2 separate regions of the Mus musculus genome follow, and region 2 is linked to region 1. The links are chromatin contacts, called in public Hi-C maps. All regions are on one chromosome and are shown on one strand. The core of a region is the stretch at or near the end of the contact, and the rest is flanking DNA. Distances in the headings are between cores, read along the strand shown. Region 1 overlaps Prdm1 (PR domain containing 1, with ZNF domain). Region 2 has its middle 24 kb from the start of Gm22503.

The links. A called contact is a pair of places that touch in the nucleus more often than the background predicts.
Region 2: a Hi-C map of regulatory T cells shows a contact between it and region 1, with 4 times the contacts expected there. The contact joins two enhancer-like sites. A contact is called at or near these places in 1 of 39 promoter capture datasets (macrophages), 2 of 15 datasets of contacts at CTCF or cohesin (large pre-B cells and pro-B cells), 14 of 484 Hi-C or Micro-C datasets (B cells, CD8 T cells, Th1 cells and 9 more), 8 of 115 datasets of contacts at active chromatin or transcription factors (the 230-238 cell line, bone marrow-derived macrophages, a colorectal cancer cell line and 4 more) and 3 of 9 other capture datasets (adipose tissue, embryonic stem cells and macrophages).

What each region holds. Positions count from the first base shown.
Region 1 is chr10:44,440,465-44,447,897 of GRCm38.p6, reverse strand. It overlaps Prdm1 (PR domain containing 1, with ZNF domain), which reads left to right. Exons shown (of 7, transcript NM_007548.4): 4 at 854-1,106; 5 at 5,734-6,839; 6 at 7,111-7,239. Among named protein-coding and RNA genes, the nearest start is that of Prdm1, 15 kb to the left of the region's middle. Within about 2 kb of position 3,242, at least 28 of the 459 cell types and tissues checked have an H3K27ac peak or open chromatin away from gene starts, as enhancers often do. A contact at or near this core is called in Th1 cells and regulatory T cells, where this site is marked.
Region 2 is chr10:44,704,643-44,712,075 of GRCm38.p6, reverse strand. No RefSeq gene overlaps it. Among named protein-coding and RNA genes, the nearest start is that of Gm22503, 24 kb to the left of the region's middle. Within about 2 kb of position 3,030, at least 8 of the 459 cell types and tissues checked have an H3K27ac peak or open chromatin away from gene starts, as enhancers often do. A contact at or near this core is called in Th1 cells and regulatory T cells, where this site is marked.

The DNA.
Region 1 (7,433 bases), core at 1,993-4,492:
CATATATTTTCTTTCTCTTCTTTTTCCAAAAGGCCAAACTCGTGGCTCTTGTGTGTGTAGACCGTGTATGCCAGCCTCCTCACAGATATGGGCAAATCTCTCTACTCCTTTTCAAGAGAGAGGCACAGGGTGGCCGCCTGTGTTTACCAAGAGGAAAAGTTACTTCTCGATAGGCTGTCAAACTTTGGCCTCCGTGCCAGTGCCTCACTCTGTTATGGCAGGTGAAGTTCACCTTTGCCCCACCCAGTGTTTCCACAAAAAGGCAGGGTTCCAAGTATTCATCTGAACAAGTGTTACTGTGGGACTCAGGGTTGGGGGTGGAGGATGTTTGCAGAGCCTAAGCCCCGGGCGGGCGGAGGTGTAGGAAACACAAGTACAGAGGCCATAGAAAAAAGGTGAGACTCAGTTTGACGCAGTCCTCTCGGCTGCTGTGCCCAGTGACTCAAAGCACTAGAAGTCAGCAGAGTTGGAACTCTGGGCTGAGCAGAGTCGCCTGATCGATATTCGCTACTGTAGCAAGAGTACCTCTTTATGGTAGTTTCACCCACTCTCGGCTGTTGTTAATTGGAATATTATTATTATTATTATTATTATTTTGCTATCCACTGCCCTCCCCAACATGAGAAGACCATAAAATTGAAATGGAAAGGTAACTAGCACAATGTGCCCTGTTTCCTCCCCCATTTCTGCTGATTCAGCGTGAGTCCCACCGGATCAGCAATGAGGCCTGGAGTCATGGGTACAGCGTTGGTTGCTCGCCTGTGTTCCTTCTGAGCCATTCAGGGAAGCTTCCCGGTCGCTTTGGGCTGGCCGGCTGTCTTTCACACTGCATCTATCCTCTCCTTTTGAACAGATCTATTCCAGAGAGGAGTTCCACCACTTCATTGATGGCTTTAATGAGGAGAAAAGCAACTGGATGCGCTACGTGAATCCAGCTCACTCTGCCCGGGAGCAAAACCTGGCTGCCTGTCAGAACGGGATGAACATCTACTTCTACACTATTAAGCCTATCCCTGCCAACCAGGAACTTCTTGTGTGGTATTGTCGGGACTTTGCGGAGAGGCTCCACTACCCTTATCCTGGAGAGCTCACAGTGATAAATCTCAGTAAGTGGATTACAGAACAAAAAAAAAAAAAAAAAATTAAAAATGCTAGTAATGTCAGTTCTGCCCCTGTGAGCTAATAACATGTTGTCTAATTATACGGCTTCGTCATGTGTTGGACTAAGTAGGTGGCTTTAGCTAAGACGAGGAAGAGGAAAAACATTCTTTAATGTCCCTACTTCTTATTATAAAACATAATCATCAAAGATATACATATTACATATATTGTATAAAATAACCAGTACAGAATGTTGTTTTCGGAAAGTTGCAGGAAGAAGTATATTTCCGATTCTAATTTATGCAAGCGGCTGTAGGCACAATCCCAATGGGTATGGACCTGTGGAACAGGCCAGCTGCAGTCCCTTCCTGCTGTGCTGGGTCAGAGCTTTGAGTTTTCACTGAAATCTTGTGAAGATACGTGTGCCTGTAAAGCCATGATCTAATGTGGAAAGCTGTTTTCTAGAAAAAAAAAAAAAAACTGTCATAATTGTTCAAGTAGTCTAAGTGAATAACCCTAAGAGATGTCATATCTGAGCTTCCTTCCTTATGGTAAAGGGGACTGATCTCATCTTTCAATCAGGCTTACGGTAACCGCCTATCTCTTTATCTTGACAAATTCTTGCTTCCTTGGGTTTATAAGCTTTTACTTTTTCTTTTCTTCTTTTTAAATTTTGGCTAAAGTTACTGTCATGCCCTCTAGCAAGCTTTCCCTCTTCAGTCAGTCTCAGGTAGCTTTAGGAACAATTTAAGAATAAAAAAAAAAAAATTCTAACTTCTATTTTAACTCAGGGTGTGTGTTCTGGGTTATACTGCCGAATCTTACAGCACTTTTTCAAATGACCATCTTCCCATGAAAGCTAAATGTTGAAGGTTTAAAAGTTTTCATTTTAATAGTCTCTGAAATTTGAGTAAACATTTCCAGAAATCTATAGAGAGTTCCAAGCTAGACTTTACCCAGTTTCTACTCTTCAGTCTCATTTGCTTTCCCTGGAGACTAAATGTAGTTCATATTTTACCACTGAAGCACTAGAAATATTAATTTTAGTATTTTAACTTTTAAGACCAAGGACAGTGTCTCGCTAGCCATGTTCATTCTACAATGCTTGTGCTCTCAGGAATTTTCAGTTTTCTGAAAATCTTAGCTTCAGTACCTTTCCTGTAGGCTCACAATATAGTGTTTGTGCCCGGGCCCTCAGCTCAGCAACGTACACCCTTGAGCTAAGCATGGTGGGTAGGTACCTGCCCAATAGCAGCAAGCCCTCTCCTCGTGTTTGGGTTTGCTTTGGGTGTTTGTTTGTTTGTTTGTTTGTTTATGGACAAGGTCTCGTGCTGCTTAGGTTCAGTTCAGACTTGATGTAGTCAGGGAAAGCCTTGAGCCACTGTCACCTCCAAAATGCTAGGATCACAGGCCTGTGCCCTCCCCCCACCCCTGCCTCCCACCATCCCCCCAATGCCTGTTCCGAGTGTTTACTCTTTGTGTCCAGAAGTAAGTTTCATTATGCTATGAAATGACAGCTTTGCTCTTCAGACACCCCCCCCCTTTTGACTGATGCAGGAGTCTTCTGAGGGTCACAGGAACACCTCCTTTGTCTGACATTCCTAGGACAGAAAGAGAGTTAACCATTCAGCTGCCGTGCAAGGCTCTTGCTCCTGATTGTGAAACCTGTTGGCCCAGGTGTGGCCACTGATGACTGACACTCTGATCAGGAAAATTTCCAGCATTTCATCAGGCCTAATAGGCAGATCGAGTGTCCAAGATGGGCTGTGCTAGATTTCCAGGCTTAAAGCACAATAGAGGTCTGTCCAGAATCTCCGTAAGGACTTCCATCATGGGGTGCAGGGGATGGAAACCTAATGAAAGAATGTAAGTCCCCAGAAATCACAAACTGACAGGAAAGAGAAGGGAGAGAGGAATGTGGAAAAGAACTGTTAAATTTAGCTCCTGGCCCTCCCAACCTTTTTGGTAATTTTTTTTTCTATCTATCTAACTAACCCATCTAGAAATCAGTTGACCAAATTATAGACTTCTGAATGTTAATCTGCTTTCTCGGTTTCAGTTGAAAACAGACTTTGTTTTGCCTACTGCAGAACTTCTAGGTTCTTTCTTGTAGTCTTAGGGGTGCTTATTATAGATCGAAAATGTGAGTCGGCATAATTAAGCCATTCAGAACCTTCCAAAGCAGCTCACTCTTGAAATGACTCTGTCCGCCTACAGCCATTTAAGATTTAAGAACAAAAACAGATCTTGATTTTCTTTTTCATGTTAACTCAAGCTGCTAAGTGGGAGAGTTAGAAATGATATCAGCTCCTGTGATTAGTCAGCTGCTGAAGGATGAGTTTTTAAAAATGTACCTTCATATACAGTCTATAATTTCCAGCTGTAAAGTATTTTAGAGACTGACATTTTGCTGCGGATATTCCTTCAGGATAAGTTCTCAGCCTGGTTGTTTGTTTGTTTGTTTGTTTGTTTTCTGAAGACAGAGCCACCAAACGCTAAATTATGCATGTCACGGAGAAAATGAAAAGCTCTGACTTCATTGTTTCTTGGTTCAGTCATTAGCTTCACAGTAGTTCAGTAACTAAAGTGCTTAGCAAGAAGAGAGCCGATTAAACCTGTGCTCTACACTGGAAGAAAGCCCAATTCTTTATACTTAACAGCTTTCATTTGTTAAGTTTCCACTGTGGGACTACTACAAAAACATTATGAGTCTTTGATGTGATTTGCCACATTAAAAAAATGGCACAGACAGGGGTGTGGTGGCACACACCCTCAATCCCAGTGATCGAGAGGCAGACGCTGGTGGATCTCTTTATTCTTGGCCAGTCCAATCTATATAACAAGTTCCAGACCTACTGAGACTGCACAATAAGTCTTCCCCCAGAACCCCCATCAAAAAAAGAGCAGAGTTAGGAAGGCCGTACACAAGCAGGCTTGCACACTCTCACGCGCTCGCTCTCGCGCGCCCACACACACACATACATAGGCATACGCACATGCGCACACAACTTCTTTTCTCTTAACCTGAGGGTGCTTCTAAAATCATTATCTTTTTGTCTTACCTCCAGTAAATCCCTTCCTGTGACTGTGGGATGCCTCGCCTGTCAGCCTTCCAGCTTAACCTGTCTCTCTCTTCCTTTACCATTTTAGCTTTAAAAAACAAAAGTGACAATTTGAACTTCCTGCCTGCTGGGCCTCACCCGAAGGACTGATATTGGGCTGATAAGGGGATATTTATTTTGGTTGAGAGGCTTGAGAAATTGCTCTCCCCCAGAAAGCTTTCTGTCACTGACCCCATCAACATCTCCCCTGATAGTGTTGTCCACGGTGTTTATTCTGGGGCTCTGGCTTACCCAGGAGTAACTGATAACAGCCAGCAGGAGATAACGTCCTGTAAAGCGCTTTCCGACTGGCATCAAATCCCTCCAGCCTGTCAGCCTGGAGAATGGATCTGAAAGCTTTAGTTCTGGGCTTCCACAGAGTTCATCTTCAGACCTATCAGGTAGCAAGCTTGGAGTTCCTTCTCAGTTAAGCCCAAAAGGGCTGTTTTATAAGAGCACAAAGGATACTTCTTTACATTGTCTTAAGTGTCATTCCAAACCTGCCAGATCTTGGAGGTCAAGAATCTTGTTTCTACTCCGAGCATGTGCACCCCCCAACTAATGATGCTCTCAGCATCCTGGGGAGAAGTGCCTGTTTGAATGAGCATCCCAGAAACACAACTCAGCCTGTGCATCGGATGTGTTTTATCTTTGGCCCAGGAAAGCTGAGCTGAGGCTTTTCCTGCGAAATAGGGCTACATAACTATGGACAGTTTAGGACAGTATTCTCCTTGTCTGAGCTTGACCAGGGCATATATGCTGTCTCTAGGAGTAAATGTTTGTCTCTTAGCTGCCTCTGTCTTCTTTGGTGCTGTAAGTAATTGAACTAGCTTGGGAAGTACCTGTCGTGGTTTGGCAGAGGTGACTGTCACACCTCATGATTCCAGGAGACAGCCCAGATGGTAGTCTGGTTAGACCAGAACCTTGGTGAAATGCTCGCACTGCCGAGCAATGGCTAGAAGGGGCAGCCGCCATGCCCTTCTAGTTGATACAGGCAATTCGAACAGGGCTCATGAAGTTCCTATGTAAAGAGAATCGAGTTGGAAATTGATGACAGTTCATTACTTAAAACTAGTCTTAATCTTTCATCTAAGTTTGCACAGCATTCTGATTTCCTCTAGGTAAACTGCGAATGACTTATTAACCCGTGACAACCCCCCACCCTGTATTTTTTCCACCCCATCTTAGTGAACGCTCTGCCCGTTCCAGTTTGAACAGCACTTTTCTATCCTAGTTCTCACTAATGGAAAGGAGATCATCCAAGGGGCACTGGGCTCTATGGAGGCTGGCATTGTCCCAGGGTTTGATGTTATTCCCGATCCCCCCCCCCCCGCCCCCCGGAGGAAGTGGAGCAGTGTTTCTGAGTGGGTGGCCCAGAGCCCTCCCTCCGGAGTGAGAGGCGTTAGGGGCCAGGTGTCTAGCCTTTGTATTTGCTGCTGCTCAGGGTTTCTCAAGAAGAGAGAATGGCTTTCTGATTTCACTTCAGTTCTCCACAGCCCTGTGAGTAACCGCCCTTTCTTCTTCATTTTAGCACAAACGGAAAGCAACCCAAAGCAATACAGTAGTGAGAAAAATGAACTCTACCCAAAGAGTGTCCCCAAGAGAGAGTACAGCGTGAAAGAAATTCTAAAACTGGACTCCAATCCCTCCAAAAGGAAGGACATCTACCGTTCCAACATTTCACCCTTCACTTTAGAAAAGGACATGGATGGCTTTCGGAAAAATGGGAGCCCCGACATGCCCTTCTACCCTCGGGTGGTTTATCCTATCCGGGCACCTCTGCCAGAAGACTTTTTGAAAGCGTCCCTGGCCTATGGGATGGAGAGACCCACCTACATAACTCACAGTCCCCTTCCGTCTTCCACAACTCCAAGTCCCCCTGCGAGCAGCAGCCCGGAGCAGAGCCTTAAGAGCTCCAGCCCCCACAGCAGCCCGGGAAACACGGTGTCACCCCTGGCGCCAGGCCTCCCAGAACACCGGGACTCCTACTCCTACTTGAATGTTTCCTATGGTTCCGAGGGCCTGGGCTCCTACCCTGGCTATGCACCTGCCCCCCACCTCCCACCAGCTTTCATTCCTTCTTACAATGCTCACTACCCCAAGTTCCTGTTGCCACCGTACGGCATTAGTTCCAATGGCTTGAGCACCATGAACAACATCAATGGTATCAACAACTTCAGCCTCTTCCCTAGGTTGTATCCCGTCTACAGTAACCTCCTTAGTGGCAGCAGCCTGCCTCATCCCATGCTCAATCCAGCTTCCCTACCGAGTTCCCTGCCTACCGATGGAGCCCGGAGGCTGCTTCCACCGGAGCACCCCAAAGAGGTGCTTATCCCAGCACCCCACAGTGCCTTCTCCCTTACCGGGGCTGCAGCCAGCATGAAGGACGAGAGTAGTCCCCCCAGCGGATCTCCAACGGCGGGAACTGCAGCCACGTCAGAACACGTGGTACAACCCAAAGCTACCTCATCAGTGATGGCGGCCCCCAGCACTGACGGAGCCATGAATCTCATTAAAAACAAACGAAACATGACTGGTTACAAGACTCTTCCTTACCCTCTGAAGAAACAGAATGGCAAGATCAAGTATGAGTGCAATGTCTGTGCCAAGACGTTCGGTCAGCTCTCCAACCTGAAGGTAGGTCTCCAGACCCCCGCGGGTTTCTGCCCACAGACCCGTGCTGGTTTGCCCTTGGCTGCCAGGCAGTGCATTGTTGAGTGCACTTGAGCCATAGGAGACCCAGCTTGAGCCTGAACTGGGGTCTGCTGAATACTGAAAATACAGGGTTTATCTCAGTGTCTTTCCTAAGAGGCTTGCATCTGCATTGTACATACCTGGCTCTGGGAAACTTAGCAGGCAGGCAGGCCTCATTGCAACCCCAGAGTTCACCCCTGTGGTTTCTTCCCAGGTCCACCTGAGAGTGCACAGTGGAGAACGGCCTTTCAAGTGCCAGACCTGCAACAAGGGTTTTACTCAGCTCGCCCACCTGCAGAAACACTACTTGGTACACACAGGAGAGAAGCCACATGAGTGCCAGGTGGGCAGTATTCTCTGGGTAGAACTCTTGACCTCTGTGGAAAAATAGCTGTAGAATTGTCTTCCTGTGTTGTTTCAACAATACAAAAAATATGGTCTTGTACTAGGCTGCTGGCCCTGCACAGCTCCTGGGTACTCTGTGACTACTCACAGGCTATACTGAGGATGGCTGGGTGGATGTCAGTCAAGTTTCAG
Region 2 (7,433 bases), core at 1,781-4,280, 260 kb before region 1:
TACATACTCAATCCAAGAACACATCAAAAAAGATCATTCACCACGATCAAGCATGCTTCATCCTCGAGATGCAGGGATGGTTTAACAAATCGATAAATGTAGTTCACCATATAAACAAACTGAAAGGAAAAAAAGGAAACCACACTATATCCTGGAGAGATCAGGGATACGAGAGACATACTGAAACATAATAAAGGTAGTCAAAATCAAGTTAAAATGGAGAGAAATTCAAAACAATTCTACTAAAACAAGACAGTTACGCACTGTTTCCATACATATTCAATATAGTACTTGACATCTTATATACAGCAATAAGGGAACTGAAGGGGATCAAGGACATACAAATTGGGGTGGGAGAGAGCCAAAGTGCCTTTATTTACAGATGATTTGATAGTATACATAAGGGACCTGAAATTTTCCATTGAGAATTTCCTACAGCTGGTAAGCACTTTCACCAAAGTAGATGGATACAAAAATCAGTCGAACCTCAGGAGCAGACACAGTTGCCAGCTCCTCCAAACAGGCAGAGCCTTCAGTCCTCAGGGAATAAATTCAGTGTTGCTCAGCGATAGTGGTGCATACCTTTAATCCCAGCACTTGGGAGGTAGAGGCAGATGGCTTTCTGTGAGTTTGAAGCAAGGCTGGTGGACAGCCAGGGCTACCCAGAGAGAAAAATATAAAAATAATAACTTCAGTACAAAACAGCAGTCTGTTTGGACATCCTTACTTATAGGTCTTACTACTTAATGCTGTAATTGGAATATCATCTAAATTTACAGCTTATTTACAAGTATCCTAAAACATACTCAGAAGACTTACATACAAAGAAAGAATGCCAGTTATACAAGTGATATCTTAACTACATGACATTTAAACATTTGTTCATTAGAAATACAGGCCTCAATTCACTTCCTGTTTTTATTAGGGTAACCATAGTTTATTGTATATAAGTTTAAAATAATGTTATTAGAATTATATGGTAATACATAAGGTTCTAGCACCAATTGTTAATTTCCTTATTTGGGATTAAATGAAATTCAAAGTTAGGCCAAAAGGAATTAGACTTTTTAAATATAGAAATCTCCTTGGAATTATAATAAGCTGTTTTCTCCTTTTAGGGGAAAAGACATTTTATTACCAAGAAAACCTCTAGCACAGGTAATATAAGTCACAACTACAAATGGTAATGCCATCTACTTTGTATTTATCTCATAACAAAACAAGGGGGGGAGTAGATTTTCTCATAATTACCAATTAGTGGAAACATAATGAAAATTGTGTCTGGAACAGATTTTACGATTATATTTTCTCAAAGTAAAACAAATAAGCAAGCAAGGATGACTATGCAGGAGCCATCCTATCCATAACCCAATGATAATTCCTGTGTAATACTTCCAATGTGACAGGAATGGTAGTCCTTCATACACACCATGTCAGCATTCATAAGAAACCTGTGAGACACAGTTACTATCACCATTTTCCAGATTAGGAAGCTGCCAGTGGAACTGGAGCCCAGGTCTGCTGAGGAAAGTCATGGCTCTTTGCATCAGAGCAGCCATATCATGGCCTGGTGTTAGACTTGTTCTAATTATAGGTATTAGGTTAGAAAAACCTTCTAGTGAGTTAATCTGTTACACCATTTTGATATGATAATTTCCTTTTTTCTCTTAGAAGAGTCTGTCCACATGGGGTTTCATATTCCTGTCCCTGGCCATGGGATAGAGAGAGAATTTTAGCTAAGAGTTTATCTCCTAATAAACTGACTACACTCCAGTGGAAGAGCACACACCCAGCAGTGTTAGGGTAACACAAATTAGTCTTCCCCTTTCCCTTCCTTACCCTCCTTCCTCCTCCTCCTCCTTCTTCTTCTTCTTCTTCTTCTTCTTCTTCTAGGACACAAAATTGGGTGGGTAGAAAAGGGGAGATAGCTTCAGGAAGGGAAGGCTAATATGATCAAAATACATTGTAAGAGCCTCCCAATTCTCAAAGACTTACCTTTTAAAAAACATCAATTATTCCCTAGATAACAAGAAATAAAATATTATTTAAATGACTAAAAAATAATTACAGAAAAATATTTACAAAGACATTTTTCTACATGTGATACATTACATAGCTTTTGCTTTGGGGGGTTTTATAAAATCCCTGTTTCTCTGTTGTATAAAGAAAAATATATAATAAGATAGCTACTTCCTAAACTGGATTTTATAACATTAATACTTAATATAGTGACTTTTCCCCCATTGGGTCTACAAGACTAAATTTCCTAAAGCTAGCAAGGGTTGAAAGAGGTGTTACCTAAGTTATGTGTCTTCACTGGAAAAATCAAATACAAGATCAGCCTTAGGCCATCTGGATCAAGGTACCTTCTCTGGCTGCCAAGAGTGCTGGAACTTTCTTTATGTTTGTAGGGAAGCACGTGGCGGGTGGGGTTGTTGTAAGAGGAGATTGCCAGAAAGAACCTTGGTGGGGATCAGTGGCCAGGCTGGCTACCTACAGATTCCAGTTCTTCCTGCATTCTTCCCTCCTTCTGCCTAAGGTTACCCTTTCTTCGCTTGGACATGTCTTCTCTTTCTCACACCAGGTTTCTCTAGATGAGGGTTTTATTTAGCTCCTATGCATTGAAACAGTGGGCTGTTCCTGAGAGTAAAGGGGCAGTATGGCTCTGCAATGAGTCTCAAGTTCCAAGCCTCCAGGGAAGGGCAGACATTCTGGTCACTGCAGTTCATCCTTCTATTTGAAATGAAGTAGAAAGAGAATAGTTGTCTCTGCACTTGGACATGTTACGGGAAGACCTTAGCAGCCACAGAGATGCTGGAAGCATTCAGGAAGTGAGTGCCTGCCCTGCAGTCAGCAGTGAAAAGGTGGTCTTCTGCCTGGCCCTGAAGCCACTACTGCTCAGGCTTTGCTGTGAGACTGTCTCTTTCTTTGTAGAAACTGGTCGAAAAACTGCTTGATAGCAATGTGTCTCTTTCTTGGGGTATATGAAAAACAAGAAAGGTCACCCACTAATTTCAAGAGTGAAACTTTTGCTCATGGAAGGGCAGACGTGCAGTGTGGTGGGGGGTGTACAGACAAGCAGGAAGCCACATGTTGTAGAATTACTTGCCGTCCACAAAGGCAAAGATAGATACACGGTCATTTGCCTTGATGATACAGTCTTCCCTCAACAAAAAATAATCATTGGCCATGTAAAGCAATGCCCAGGAGGGAAACTGTCTCTTGTATAGGACATATGTAGGCAGCTTAGTTTAGTTCACAGAGGAAGAAATAAGAGGCCAAAAGCAACCACTGATAGATAGCAAAATAAAGCATAGGCCCTCCAACATTGTGAGAACTACCTCATCCAATGGTCCCACACACATACATCAACCTGCATTTTGATGTTATGAATCAATATTGGGGTCAGAGTCTCAGGATTTTGTGAGTTAAACTCAGATGGTTGGAAAGGGCAGGAATGTTTAAGAGCCACTTGTGTGGTATGTTTGATCTCTTGAGCATCTTGTCAAAAGCTTCATGCCAAAGTATAGTGGTCTATCTCGATGAAAACAAGCTTGTTCTGAGTTCACACTCTCAAGACAGGAGATGATGTGGCTCACATCTATTGATGAAGCTTCTGCAGTTGTCAAGGAGCCTCATCCCTTACTGGGATGGACCACAGCAGAGTCACAAAGCATTGTCAGCCTGCTCAAGGGCTCAGGCCCTGGGCAAATTGCTTTCCTTCACTGGCCCCAACATCCTCACTTTAAGACAGCATTACCTTCACTGTACAGTCATAGAGCTCCATCAAGCTTTAAGTCTGTTTAAGTTTTGGGTATATTTATTCAGTACATCCGAATTCTTCAGTTAATACTGATCTGTAGTTTCCATTTATAAAGTAAAATAAAACACAATACCCAAAAGATCCCCTGTTTAAGTTTTTAGGGTGTAGATGCTAGAATATAATATAGGTCCATCTTGAATGTTGGAGCTGAAGCTTATCAAGTCTGGTTAGGGCATGCACTAGAGAAAGATGAAGGGAGGCCTGGCCCTATACAGACATGCCAAAGGATGATATATTCTAAAGAAGGGGCCATGGCCAAGGTACACTCGAAATCTCTGAAGACTTATTAACATGACCTCTGAAAAGCTCTGCTAAGTTCCTCCTGATGCAATTCCCTGATGAAAAACAGCTAAAGAATGTGCACTTCCAATGGTGCACTTCATAGCTGGGGTTTCCAGGTGTATCTGGTTCATATACAAATACAAACGCATCTGTCATCTGCCCGCAGACAGTGAAGGGACATGGTGAAGTGATGCTAAAAAGCCCCAGGGACTTAAAATTGGCAGAAACTACACTGGCAGGTCACCATCCTGTCTATGCATATCTATTTCCTTACTCTGATTAATTTCTTTTGTAGAAAGAGTAATTGATTTTACTACTAGCATTGTCTCTGTTATTATCTTTGGGCAAATAATTAATAGCTGACTCTATCCATTTATACTACTTATATACCTGAGTGTCTACTTCTTAAAATTTTCATGATAGATGATAGATAGATAGATAGATAGATAGATAGATAGATAGATAGATAGATGATAAGATAGGATGCATAGATGCATGCACACATGTATGTATGTATGTATGTATGTATGTATGTATGTATGTATGTATACTTATATAAAGTTTTAATGGGAGCCATTGTTGACATTAGCCAATTATTATATTGGGCTCCAATCACAATCTCTGGCCTCCATGAGCACATGCATTCTCTCTCTCTCTCTCTCTCTCTCTCTCTCTCTCTCTCTCTCTCTCTCACACACACACACACAGACACACACACATACACAACTTTAAAAAATGAAATCTTTTTTAAAGAGTTGGATGGCCTTATATAGCCAATTGTGATGGTCCTTAATGTGTAGTTCAAAGACCTCATGGTACCCTGAGGGTCTCTTGGATGTCTAAGCAAGAAGAATCTATGTCCATAAAGATGAGTTACAGAGTCCCAAATCTGAGTCATGCTGCCCAGAAAGTTCTTAGCCTTTCTTCACTCATTCCTGTGTGACCTATTTGGTCAGGACTAAAGGTCACCTCTTCCATTAGGCTGGCACTGATTTCGCTCCCCTTTTATCAAACCCATAGAAAGAGACTGTTTCAGGTACATGGTATGTGGCAAGTACTGCCCTAGAAGTTTATAAATATATGAATAATATATATTATAAATACATATACACATATATAATACTACCTCTTAATCATGGATCCACCAATTTTCCATTTCTTACAGAATATTTTTACTTTGAAATATTCCTCATAAATATAAGCCATGAATTCTATTAATATATAAATTCCTTGAAAAGTCTGAACTTGCCTTTTATGTCTCATAAGTTGATAAATGAGTGACTATGTGCTAAATGACAACACAGTTTAGACATAAACTATACAAGCCCTCAGAGGAAACATCAATACTAAAAGATAAATAAATGAAGAAGGTGAATATTTTATGTGTGCTTGTTTGTTTTGTTTTGTCTTTTTTTCTTTTTCTTTTTTTTTCTTTTTTTCTTTTTTTTTTTTCTTTTTTTTTTATTTTTATTTTTTTGAGATAGCTTCTCCTTATGCAGCCTAGGATGGCTGTGGAATTTATATCTTCCTCAGACCCTGGAGTGTTGGGATTGAAGGCTTCCACCACCATGCTCAGCTAAACAAACTAAGATTGGAGAAGATTCGCAGACATAAGAGTAAACAGAAGTAGACATAGCCTTAATTTAAATATAGGAATAACGTGACCAATGGCACACAACTTGGGATCCCCGAGGTTCAGTCACAAAACCAAAGAATAATCAGTGTTAAAGTGGGAATTAATAAGGCTTATAAGAGGAGGAAAAATGGAGAATAGAAATAGAAATGAAAGGAGATTGGCTATTGTGGGAGTTTTCTTTGTAGATCCAATGTTGAGAAATGAACATACTGGTGCTAGAGAAACGGTTCCGCATTTAAGAACAGAGGCTGCTCTTCCGGAGAACATGGGTTTGAGTCCCAGTCTCTACATGGTAACTCATAGCCATTTGTAACTCTAGTTTCAGAGGATCCAGTTCTAACTTCTGGCCTCCTTGAATACCAGGCAAGGGTGTAGTGCGCGCGCGCGCGCGCGCACACACACACACACACACACACACACACACACACACGAACACAGGCAAAGATCCACACATATAAAATAATAAAATTAGGAATTAACATATAAAGTTCAGGTTTCTTGACCACAAAGAAGACAAGAGTGATGACTTTCTGCAGCTCCTTTTCATCACAACATGACAGCCCTGACGGAAAAAACCACACCTCCCATGATGGCCAAGCCCACTCTGGCCTTGTGTTAAAAGAAACAATTTCCCGAAAACACCGTAACTTCACACATTGAGATGCTCGTGGCATTTGAAAAAATTGTTTCCACTTCATAATACTGAATTTTCGAAAGTCACTGGATCCCACAGCACCTAATTGCTTTAGAAAAAAAAAGATATGACCTCACAAAAAGTATTTGAGATAGATACTTTAGTGAGCTTAAAGGAATTTTTATGTCAAATGAGTATTTTTCCTTTATTAACAAGACTACTATTTTCTTAAGAAATAAGCCACAGTCTCCAATAACACAAAAAGTTCTTCAGAAGTATCCTCATATTTAACTGTATAACCAATTCTGTAAGACAGTCAATAGCATGTTTCTAAGTGCCCCCTCTCCCCCAGGGCCCAGCCAATCACACACACTGAAAAGTGCCAGAAAGTAAATAAGGCAGCCCCCAAACCCTGACTCCTGGAGTAGAGTCAGGAACGAAAGAGGAAAACCAGTGTCCGAGAAAGGGTTGAGGCAAGGGGTTCCCTTGGGAACCTACTTTGCATGCTTTCCTTTGACAAGGTAGCAAGGACAAGAACCCGAGAAGGAGAGGTGGGATAGTTTAGGTGACATGGGAGGGTTTGAGGGACGTATACATATTTTCTATCTGCAGCTGAATGATAATATCATGAGATTAGACGTTTTCTACGGCACATTTTAGATACAGAGGATGGTCACGGCACATGTAACAGCTAGGGAAAGCATCTCCTGCAGAGTGTCACCCATTACAGATGTCCTCTCTAGCTCATCACAGCTCTCTGTTGGGAGGCCATGACTCCATAAAGGAAGCCGTAAAAGAAACTCAGCTCATTTGTATTGTGACTCCCGTGATCTGAGTGTTAAAAAAAACCTGAAAATGGTCTTCATGGTGCTTTTCTGTTTTTCTTAAGAGCCATACACATTCTAAAAGACATTTGCCACTCTCCCTAGCAAGCACTTTAAAAGTATGTAGGTTAAAAAAGAAAAACCTTCACCTCTCTCGACTGGCAGCCATTGTTTTGGAATATGAACATCTACAGGAATCCACACACCATGACAGGGAAGCAGGGGACACAGACT